3 separate regions of the Mus musculus genome follow, and all the other regions are linked to region 3. The links are chromatin contacts, called in public Hi-C and HiChIP or PLAC-seq maps. All regions are on one chromosome and are shown on one strand. The core of a region is the stretch at or near the end of the contact, and the rest is flanking DNA. Distances in the headings are between cores, read along the strand shown. Region 1 overlaps Abcg1 (ATP binding cassette subfamily G member 1). Region 2 has its middle 18 kb from the start of Abcg1. Region 3 overlaps Ubash3a (ubiquitin associated and SH3 domain containing, A).

Region 1 (3,668 bases), core at 805-3,304, 150 kb after region 3:
TCCTTTACTGGAATGGTCTTAAATGGTGTCCAGACTTGGAACCATTGTTAAGAGTCAGAGAAGCGAAACTGAAACTATCTTCAGGGTGTAGTTTAATTTATTTTATCCCCCTCCCTTTGAGAAAAGATTACAGAATTTACTGTAAACATTCACAAACCCAAGAATGATGTTCACACAGGACCTGGCCTCAGGTGCCACGGCTGCTGCTCTGCCCAAAGAGCTGCTGTCCCCATTGTGGCTGCCAGTTAGAGCAGTGGGTACCGCTTTCTCGTGTTCGACCATGAAGATCCAGCAACAAGCCAGAAATACAGGGCCTGATAGTCTCACATCCTCCCAAGATGACCTACATTAACCTCTCTCAGGAGGCAGATTCTGAAGTGTAATGTTGCTTACCCAGCTCTGTTTCAATGGTGGAAATTTCCACCCAGCCACTCACAAATGCCGATGCTTCAATATAAATAGTCTCCAAGATGCAAAACTCATCACCCAGTGACCTGAGAGTTCTCAGAGGGCCTCTTGGGGATGACACAGCTATGACCTGTCCCATACAGGGCAGGACCAAGTGCTAAGTGAGACATGTTTATCAATGACTCTGAAATGAAGGTTGATTCCATTCTGATATTCATCACCAGGAAGACACAAGTGTAAGTCTTAGAAAGAAAGGCAGTGGCGAATCTCTGGGAAACACAGTACTGAAGTTGTTAGGGACAGACACTCCTTCCTGGTGGTCCTTACAAGCCATGCTCAGCCACCTGCCCCTAATATGCTGATTAAAGAGACAAAATAATAGTGAAAGGTTGAAAAGAGAGCCTTACTCTATGTAGCCACATCGGAAAGGACAAACAGAGTTCCAGAGAGCCCCCAAGTCCACCTTTGGGGTGCTGACATGAGGCTCAAGTTTAAGTAGAGGGAAGGGTATCTATTAACTAAGTAGTCACAGTCAAATGTCTGCCCATCAAGACCCTTTATTGTCTGGGCTCTGGGCTCCTCTGCAAGGAGGTCTAACAAGTTGTCAGAGCCTGTGACCTCCAGTCCTGGGGGACAAGTTCCTCCTTGGCTTTTTCCTTCTCCCAGGCTGAGATTCCTGGGGAAATTCCAATGTCTTGCAGACTATTATTAAAGTCAGATGGCCAGTACTAGTCTCTCCAGGAAGCTCCTCAGACTACTCAGAATCCTGTGTAGCTCGAGGCTCCAAGCACCAACATCTCCATCCGGCCCTCACAAGATGGAGCTGAGGACACTTCCACAAAAGGGACCGGTGGTAATCACAAATGCACACTTCCTTCTTTTGACAGAGGTTTCTGCCCACTGCCCCCACAAACCCCCCAGGAAACAGAAGAGGTTTCTTAGTGTCAGGTGTCACTGTTACTTCCCACCACCCATCTCTAGCTTGCTTCTATCGTCTCTCTTGCAAAAAAGTGTTAACTCTACAATCACAAAATGAGGTGGAGAATCAAGCAGGAATAAAAAGAAAACAAAACAAACAAACAAACAAAAAAAAAAAACCCTGCAAGCCAGAGAAGTTACCAGCCCCAAGGGGTCTCCTTGCATTGGGCAGGAGCCCCAAAGGTTGAGCAGACCATATGTATGATAGTGCTTAGCACTTCACAGAGTGCCTAAATTAAGCTCAAAGGAGTCATCAGGCCAGCGTCTCAAGAAGGCCCTGGTCCCCAGGGAGGGCATGACAGGACACCTCCTGTTCCGTCCTGTCCTGGGCCTTCCAGTTACCTAAATGAGAGAAAACGAGCTTTTCTTACATCTGTGAGCTCACAGACTTAGCCAGAGATGCTACAAAATGCTCTCCTGGAGTTCAGCTATTATTGTGCAATCTCAGCGGTCCCCAGGATGAAGTGACTCAGTTGGGGCAGGAAAGCCCTCCGGATTCCAGCTGGCTTAGTGGATCCACAGACCCAGTCTTAAAGGAAAAATTCCAGGGTTTGGGAACCCGGCCTGGTCTTTTTCTAGAACTGGTCATAGAGAGAAGGTCTGCCTCTTATGTCTTCCGAAGATCTGAACAGGAAGCAAATAAGATCATTTCCAAGGAGTCACAGACCAGCAGTGTTTCTTGGAAAAGGGTGTGACCTAGGGCTATGAGCTCTTTGACTTTAAACAGCAGTATAGAAGCACCACCCACCCACCCACCCGCACTCGATTAGCACACACACACACAAACACACAAGTCCTATCAAAACTTCAAGGTCATAGCTAGCACACGGAGAAGGCTTCGGCATTCTGGTATCTGCTATGTTACTCCCACTCAGCCACATTCCTCAATTAAGCTTAAATAGGAAACAACCATGTGCATCAATATATTCATCCAGTAATATGTCCTGCTTCATCTGCTTCAGAGTCTTCCTGTTGGAGAAGCTCTCAATTCTGGGTGCCTTTTGGACCTGGAGCGGAGAATGTGACCCGGGGCTTTGCTCTTTATAGGAAGGTGCAGCATCGGGACCTCTTGAGCCCCCTAGAGCAGCAACATCCTCTTAGCAACAGTGCCCGGCGCGCGCGGCCAATCGCGCAGCTCCCCGCTGCCGCCAGCTGGAGGTTACTAGCGAGCATTGACCGATAGTAACCCCGGCGCGGGCGGCAGTGACAGACAGGTACACATTGCGCCTGCGCAACGGCGCACACCTGCCCCGCCCGCACCTGCACACTGGAGGAGGCCGCTCCTTGCTGCATCCCCTTCCAGTCACTGAGAATTCCTAAGAACTCCTGCAGGCAGCCTCTACCGAGCCAGCAGCCAGGGTTACTTGTGAGCAATGGAGCCGGTGTGTCCCAGCAGCCTGTAGGATGCTCACAGAACCACAGAAGGAGGGGAGGGATGCTCTAATTAATAAAAACCCGTTATGGGGCTGTAACTTGGCCAGAGCCTTCAATACCAGGCCATGTAGATGACAGTTGGCTGGAATGAACTATTCTCTCATTCATATTTATGTGTTCTCTGTGTGTGTGTGTGTGTGTGTGTGTGTGTTACTCCATCTTGGAGAATGAGCATAGGTCTTAATGTGCCCAGCAGGCAGTACACAGTTCTGGACTCCAGGTAGAGGTCAAACCTGCCTCCCTCCCCACCTCCACTGACAGTAGGCAAAAAGGTCTTTGTGTGGTACCCACAGTGTCTGTCTCCTGAGCAAGAACTTAACACCGCCCGCCCGCTGGTCTAGGCCTCCTGAAACATTTGGAGGCAGAGAATTGAAGCCCTGGGGTAATGAGACAATGTGGGAAAGGAAACAGCAAACATTAGCTATTTGTAATTGAAAATAAGCATGACTCCCTCCAAAGTGGGAGAAGAGGCATAAGACTGAGACCTCCCACAATCCATGCTGGGATGCCTGGCCCAGGGGCTTCTAGGCCAAGCCACCAGTTGCCACATGACAGATACAGAGCAGAAGATTCATGCTGCTTCTCGACTGGACTCTACCCTTACCAGTAGCAGAGAACCTTCTGGAAGGTACGCCTGCCTCTGCCCTGTGACCCACAAGTGTCACCGTGTCATGCAATCTCCAAGCAAACCTGGGCCCTCATCTCTCTAGCAGCCCAGTCACCTATAAAGGCTGCTCACCCTGATAAACTGGATTGCTGTTTGTCCCTGGTCAGTCTCTTATTCTGTGCGGTTCGTGGGCCCACTTCGAGACTAAGATCGCTTGTTCCACAGAGTTCCAGAAGCAGGA
Region 2 (3,679 bases), core at 948-3,447, 180 kb after region 3:
ATAGGTAAACCGCATGTTGTTGTACAAAGCTTCATACAATAGTAAGTTCAAATTCTGCTTGAAAGTCAAACAGTAAAACTTTAAAAAAAAAATAGGAAAAAAAATTAGGTTCCAGGGCCAGATAAATACTTAAAATTCACAAAGACAATGGCCCAGAAAATAAATAGATAAAGCGGGCTCATCTAACTGAAAACTGTTTATTCTGAAAAGATGATTTCCTGGATCAGCAGAAAGCACTTGAAAAATCTCATGGCCAGTGAAGGGCTGGGGTCAGGAATATTAAAAATCCTCAAAGTTTGGCAGTAAATTGTCACTTACATTATAAAACAAGCAAAAAAAAAAAAAAGTACCAACAGATATTTTGTGGAAGGTAGCCAGATACCAATGAGGCTAAGATGACATCCAGCCTCATTAGCCACTACAGAAATATGCATTAAAGCATAATGAGACAACAGTCCACAGCTATCTGAATGCTGGGGGTGAGGGGGACAAAAAACAAAACAAAACAAACAAACAAAACCAAAACGGAATTCCAAGAGCAACAGCCACAGGTGTGAGGATGCGAAAACCCCACTGTGCAGGCTTAGCTGGAGATGTGAACAGGGTAGCCACTCTGGGAAAGCCTGGCTGTCTCTTTATAAGTTCAAATGATTCCCAGCTAACTCAGTAACTGCACCACGGAGGCCTGGAAAGGCCTGTGTGCACAAAGCCCTGGACACCTATACTTATAGCAGGTTTGTTAGAACCAGACATTGAAATCAGCCCAGGTGTTGCTCAGAGTGACCTTAGGTTCTGGTTTACCTAGGGACTCTGTAGCAAGAACTCGGGAAACAAAACCTAGGCTGAACCAATCTGTAGAGTATTCACCTACAAAAAGTGAATCCCATGGTATAGGCTGTAACTTTCTTGAAGCGAAAGTGTTGCACAGATGGGACATCTTAGAGACTGGGCTTAAGAAAGAGATGGAGGTAGAGGGGGAGAGGATGTGACCAGAAAAGGCTAATAGGAGGAATTCTTTCAAGGTGATGTGTTTTGTCTCTAGGCTGTTGCCAAGGACAATGTTGTGGTTGTGACATTAGATCACTACTGTGCAAGAAGTCTCTGTTGAAGAAACTCGGGCAAAAGCTATACGGCTGGTTTTTTTTTTTTTTTTTTTTTTTTTCTGCTCTTTCTTAAACCTTCAGTATGAACCTAAACTGTCTCAGAAATAAAGAGAAATGTAACATCTGGGAAGTCACAGGACGGTGAGGGAGGCTCACACCCAGCCTGGGGAGAGGAGACATCACATGGTGTGTGGTTGTTAGGATAGGGTGGGGGAGCTGTTGGAAGATAGGGAAAGGCAAGTACCGGGCTAGCCAGGACCAGAAGAGGTGGGCTCCGGGTCAGGACTGAAAGCCACAAAGGTCAACAGCTAAGAAGGCCATGGTCCCAGGGGACACTGGTTGGAACGGTCCTTAACCGACTACAGGCTGTTGAGGATACTGGGTGTAATTGCTATCCCAGACAATTTCTCTGCAAGAGAACTGGACCTGTTTCTGGGACCTTTCAGGACATATGCCAACATCCCCATAGCAGGGACCCCTAGATGTCTAACTTGATTAGATCCATGCATACCACTCTAAGTACAAGGTCCTCACCCCACAGACCAAGTTCTCAGGGGCCACCTTTATCCTGATTTTCTTCAGTTTGTCCTCACCGGGCCACTGAAGTCTGTCCTTGCTTTTCTCTTGGCCATCTCTCACTGTATTTGTTGACTAAATAAAGTCCATAGAAGTTAAAATTCCCATGATTCTTTGCTGCCTAACATGAACTTACACTTTCCTTGACTGTATCTAACTAGCAATGCCACACATTTAATTTCTTTTAAAGCAAATTCATGTGGCCTTAGGCATAGACACTTCTCACGAAACTGTACTGCTGCAAAGCATCCTGCGATCCATTCTAAGACCCTGCAAGTGACCAGGGGAAGGAGCCCCTCCCATTTAGGTGGGACAGGATTTCGCTTTGCACTGCAGACATGCAAAACAAACCCCAAACCATCCCCAAGTACTCAGCTTCTGCTTTCTGTTTCTCAGAGAACGGTTTTAAATTGAGGCCCTATGCAGTCACGTGTTGAGAGGGAATTGCCTAATGGGGCTGTCTCTGCACCAGCAGGAAGGGCTGAGGTTACTTCAGGGCAGTTCTGAGGCAATCAAAACCCAGTTCACATCTTCAGAGCCACAGGATAAAATCCACCTGTGCTCTGTTGTCACATTGTCACCTAGACTGGACCGTGTATCTTAAACACGGCAGGAAGTTCTGTTTTGTTTTGTTTTGTTTTGTTTTTTTCTGAGACAGGGTTTCTCTGTATAGCCCTGGCTGTCCTGGAACTCACTTTGTAGACCAGGCTGGCCTCGAACTCAGAAATCTGCCTGCCTCTGCCTCCCAAGTGCTGGGATTAAAGGTGTGTGCCACTACTGCCCAGCAGCAGGCAGTTCTTAATACGATCTGTGGGTCTCGACCCCTTTGGGAGGGTGTCAAAAGACCCTTCCCTAGGGTTTGTGTATCAGATATTTACAATGTGATTCATAACAGTAGCAAATTATAGTTATGAAGTCGAGGTGAAATAATTTTTTGGCTTGGGGTCATCTTAGGCTTGTGTGTCTTGTGTTCTGCTGTGTAAGTTGGCTGTGAAGGATATCTGGACCACCTTAGTCCAGATGTACATTTGCGCTTCTAGGATGGGCATTGAGTTTCGTCTTTGTTTTTTTTTTTTTCAAACTCCATTCTCACTGAAACACCCTTTGCACCCGTCTTATTCAGCCTTTTCATATAAGATGTCATCATTGTTCCTAAGTATTGTGTTTTGTAAAAAGATAAAGGAGGGAAGAAATATGTCTGGTGAATGTGCAGTCAGGTGTGGGGGTAGGGGTGCCTCTATGGGCCCATGCTGAGGCATTCCTTCCCCCTGAGGGACCAGCCACATGAAGGTATAGTACAGAATAGAGTTTATGCAGGGCACGGGTAGGGGAGTTGAGAGGGTAGTAGAGGCAGAGAAAAGGGGGGCGGGCAAGCAGACCCTTTTATGAGTCAGGCACACCTGGCCGTTGCCAGGTAACTGTGGGGCAGAGCTTAGACAAAATGCTAACACTAAGTCTTCAGCTATTAGCTCTGTTCTCCAAGCCATATACTCTCTGCTGGGAAAGGGGCAGAAGCTGTCACCCATAGCCAAGTTGCCTCTCACCCACTTAGTATTGCTGTTTGCAGTGCCTTCCTCTCTCTGGGCATGAGTTCTCGGAGCTGTTCCCAAATACCAGGAACCCAGATGGTAGCTGCCGCCACCCACCACACTGAGGTCATTGACCTGTGACTCTGAGTCAGGGGGTGCCAGCCCTCTCCCATAGCCAGTTTGGGAGCCCGTGTAGGACAGAGCTGGGAGTGTGCCAACTACCACTTCCTTGAATTGGCCTGTCCACAACGAAGCTCACCAACACACCCAGTTACATAGAGAGTGAAATGTTCTTTATTTAAAAAACAAAAACAAAACTGATCTGAATTCACCTTGGTATGGCTTAGGGTTTTTTTTGTTTTTGTTTTATTTTGTTTTGTTGATATAGGGTCTCATTATGTAGCCCTGGTTGGCCCGGGAACTCTAAGTGTAGATCAGGCTAGCTTCAATCAGTAAGGATTTAATGAACAG
Region 3 (3,610 bases), core at 773-3,272:
CACTGAGCTAGTTTTGGGTGAATGTTTGGCTCGGGGTCACATGGGATCAGAGTCACTGCCATTTTCAAAGGCAATGCTCAGACAGGCTCCCCTCACAGGAGCAGACTCACCTCATTAAAGCTCAGGCCTTGCCTTGTTCTGCCCTGGGGTGCCCTGGTTATTCTGAATGTACCGAGGTCATGAATGCCAAGCGGTGACTGGTCACCAATAAAGATGGGCCTACCAAGCGTTCTGAGAGACCTCTTGGCTTCGGCCCCACCAAAGCTCTCCCATCACCGAAGCCGGAGGCATGTTTGTCTAAAGACACGTTCTTTCTGTTTATTTCTTGTCTCTGCCAGGCACTGACTTGGGTAAACAAGTGTATGGGGAACAAATTACCATGGATGTCATTCACCCTTCTCCCCCAGCTTCTGTGGGGTTCTCAGACATGCATTTCCCAGGATGCCAGATAAATCTCTTTGTTACCTTATACTGCCTTATAGCCTCTGACCCAAAACCCTATTTTAATTTTTGATATATTATACCATTAGTAAGTATCTTCTTCTTTTTTTAAAGATTGATTTATTTTATGTATATATATGTGTGTATGTATATGTATGTGTATGTATGTATATATATATATATATACATACATATACATACACACACACACATACACTGTAGCTGTTTTCAGACACAACAGAAGAGGACATCGGATCCCATTACAGATGGTTGTGAGCCACCATGTGGTTGCTGGGAATTGAACTCAGGACCTCTGAAAGAGCAGTCAGTGCTCTTAACCACTGAGCCATCTCTTCAGCTCCATTAATATCTTCTTAAAAAATTTTTTTTGAGACAGGATCTGAGGTATCCCAGGTAGGCCTTAAGCTATGTAGGCAAAGAGTGTGGGATTCCAGGTTTAGAGGACTCTGTAGATCAAACTCAGGGCCTTGTATGCACTGGGCGAGCCCTCCATTCATTGAGCTACGTGTTGATCCCTCCTCTCATTACTTTGGCCCCGATGTCTTCCCAACTTTTCTCTCCTGATGTCTCTTCTAGGTAAATACCTCATTTACTCAGTGGCATTCAAAGCAATGATCCCATCAGGATTTTGTCTGAAGTATCGTAAAACCGGAAGTGACTCTGAAGTTGACAGCTCTCTCTGACTCACTCTCCTCAACCACCCATGAGGTGCGTTTTTATTTACTCAGCCCCTTTCTGGCAGGGAACAGTTCCCCACCATCCCAGCCCGAGACTGTCTAGAGCCACTCGGCCTCACTTGCCCTGAGTCTCTCGGCAGCAGCTGTCTGCCTGACACCTGTGACCACGCTCTGGGCCATCTGTGACCTTTGTGGCGTTTTGATACAGTTCATGTGTTTAAATGTTTTATTTTACATATATGGGAGCTTTGTCTACATGTATGTCTGTGCATTGTGGTTCTGGCTGATAGCCATTGAAGCCAGAAGAAGGCATCAGATCCCTTGGGACTGGACTTCCAGATGGTTGTGAGCCACACTGTGGGTGCTGGGAATTGAACTGGGGTCCTCTAAAAGAACAGTCAGCGCTTTTAATTGCAGAGCCATTTCTCTGGTCTCAAGTATTTTTAGATTACCCATAAGTTATGGCTCTCTGTCCCTGTCATTGTGACGTGTCTTGTTTCAATTCATAACCTCTTATGGGCTCCTCCATGTGGACCTGGGCTGGAGAGATGGCTTGGCCATTAAAGGCACACACCAATAAGACGTGGACTTCATGCGTTCTTAAGCTACAGATGCCAGTGGGATAGAGTGCGGGTGTCAGTGGATCCTGGAGCTGAACTGTGACATACACTGCAGCCACTGAGAGCAGCTTTCAATGACCTGTCATGCAGAGCAGATGGAGCTAAAGCACCCTCACACAGGAAGTGTAGGCTGCTCTCGTCTTCCTGAGGGCAAAGCAGGGGTACATGTGTAACGTGGGGCCCACTGCCCAGACAGTAAAACCATTGTTATCTCCGAGTGACATCTGTGAACTTTACAGTCAGAGAGGAAGTTGAGTTTGTCTGCTAGTCATTCAACTAAAAATGCAAGCAAGAGGTTGGCGAGCACATGGGTGGCGAAGGGACAGAGGGAAGCACGTGACATTTTGTCGGGTTTTTTTTTTTTTTTCCTCTTGGACTTAGGTGTGTCACTTAGCAGTTAACTGATGCCATAGAAGTGGATGAAGTTTCTATTCACCTCTGTTCCTAGAAGGGGATTCACCTCAGTGTGTGGCATTTAAAGACAAAGTCGCTGTGTTAGTGTCTGCCCTGGGCTTACTGTCACACAGCTTCAATGACAGAACAGGTTTCATTGTCTCTCTGTCCCGGAGTGTAGGAGGTCCAAGATCAAGGCAATACAGGAGGAACTTGTGATTCATCTTGGGGACTCTGTCCTAGGCCTGGTGAGAAGCTAGTGTCTTCCCCTGTATCCTTAGTGAACTCTGATCAAAGTAAGATTGGATAAGGGACCCCTCAATTGAAAGGTCTTTCTCTAATATAAATGTTCATCAGGGCTCCAGCATATGAGTGTTTGGAGGGACACAGTTCATCCAGCAACGGCCCGCCCTTGCTGTGTGGAAGCCTCAACCTGACAGCTCGATTTGTGGGATTTGATTAGCTCTGTGGTGGGAGGTCTTCATGTGGTTGGAAGACAGCTTCAGCTTCTGTTGGGCTCTGATTCTCAGCCCCGGCCTTTCTGATCTGCAGCCGGGCTGTATACTTGTTCTGTGAAGATGGCTGAAACTGAGGTAGCGGTGGTCTGTCCCCCACAGCTATCTTCCAGTAATATGTGGTTTCCAAGTAACAAGTGGGTGGTGTTGGATTGGGACCACAGGGTCCTTAGAATCTTGCAGCCACCTGCTAGAGAGTTTACACTGGTGCTGGTGGGGGTTGTCTGTGAAGTACAATGTGTTCCAGTGCCAGCCACCTTCAGGGCTGGGGAGGTTCCTCTGAGTAGGAAGGGGCCTCTTCCCATGTGGTATGCAGATCTCTCCCTGGGTGCTTCTTGCTGTTTGTATCAAGCGTACCCTGTGTGAGTCCTGTGCCCTTGGGAGTTATATATGGAATGTATATACAACGTATAGTCTGGCCACAGGCCAACTCTCTATGCACATAGGTGTCAGTCTACATTCCCCACTGTTTAACGCTTTCATGACACATTCAGATTTGCCAGGACTTCCCTTAAGACAGTGTCATTGTGTAGCACTGGCCACCTTGGATCTCATGGAGGTCCGCCTGCCTCTGTCTCCTAAGTACTGGAATTAAGTCTGGGTGCCACTATGCCCCAATTTAAAACCTCCTTAAATGTTTAGAAGAATATTTAGCAGCTTTAAAGGCCATAGACAGCCTACTGCCAGTTCCCAGCCTATGTCACACCACAGTTAGCCTGGGGTTGGGGGACAGTGCTTGTAGTTATCCTGGTGTGTGTGTGTGGGGTGGGGGATGGGGTGTCAGATTGGGGTCGGGGAAGTGGAAGCTCATCACATACACCCCAGCATTCATCCAGAACTTCCTTTTTCTTGCAACTTTTACGAATGTACAATGGTTCCTGAGAGAAACTGGTCTCCCAGGAAGGTCAGGGTCACAAGGAGGGGCACTTGTCCAGGTGCAGGT

The links. Hi-C and Micro-C count contacts between places; a contact is called where the count stands out from the background. HiChIP or PLAC-seq counts read pairs in DNA pulled down with a chosen protein or histone mark.
Region 1: a contact with region 3 is called in a Hi-C map of CD4 T cells, with 2.1 times the contacts expected there. The contact joins two enhancer-like sites. A contact is called at or near these places in 2 of 484 Hi-C or Micro-C datasets (both in CD4 T cells), 3 of 115 datasets of contacts at active chromatin or transcription factors (the HPC-7 cell line, bone marrow-derived macrophages and effector CD8 T cells) and 2 of 9 other capture datasets (adipose tissue and liver).
Region 2: a BATF HiChIP or PLAC-seq map of CD8 T cells shows a contact between it and region 3, with 6 read pairs. The contact joins two enhancer-like sites. A contact is called at or near these places in 4 of 39 promoter capture datasets (the HPC-7 cell line, HPC-7-derived erythroid cells, embryonic stem cells and 1 more), 1 of 484 Hi-C or Micro-C datasets (olfactory sensory neurons), 3 of 115 datasets of contacts at active chromatin or transcription factors (CD8 T cells, embryonic stem cells and regulatory T cell precursor) and 4 of 9 other capture datasets (adipose tissue, embryonic stem cells, liver and 1 more).

What each region holds. Positions count from the first base shown.
Region 1 is chr17:31,072,392-31,076,059 of GRCm38.p6, reverse strand. All of the region lies in intron 2 of Abcg1 (ATP binding cassette subfamily G member 1), which reads right to left. Among named protein-coding and RNA genes, the nearest start is that of Abcg1, 17 kb to the right of the region's middle. Within about 2 kb of position 2,054, at least 248 of the 459 cell types and tissues checked have an H3K27ac peak or open chromatin away from gene starts, as enhancers often do. A contact at or near this core is called in the HPC-7 cell line and bone marrow-derived macrophages, where this site is marked.
Region 2 is chr17:31,038,244-31,041,922 of GRCm38.p6, reverse strand. No RefSeq gene overlaps it. Among named protein-coding and RNA genes, the nearest start is that of Abcg1, 18 kb to the left of the region's middle. Within about 2 kb of position 2,197, at least 139 of the 459 cell types and tissues checked have an H3K27ac peak or open chromatin away from gene starts, as enhancers often do. A contact at or near this core is called in CD8 T cells, the HPC-7 cell line and regulatory T cell precursor, where this site is marked.
Region 3 is chr17:31,222,418-31,226,027 of GRCm38.p6, reverse strand. The region is part of intron 6 of Ubash3a (ubiquitin associated and SH3 domain containing, A); the gene reads right to left. Among named protein-coding and RNA genes, the nearest start is that of Ubash3a, 16 kb to the right of the region's middle. Within about 2 kb of position 2,022, at least 95 of the 459 cell types and tissues checked have an H3K27ac peak or open chromatin away from gene starts, as enhancers often do. A contact at or near this core is called in CD8 T cells, the HPC-7 cell line, bone marrow-derived macrophages and 1 more, where this site is marked.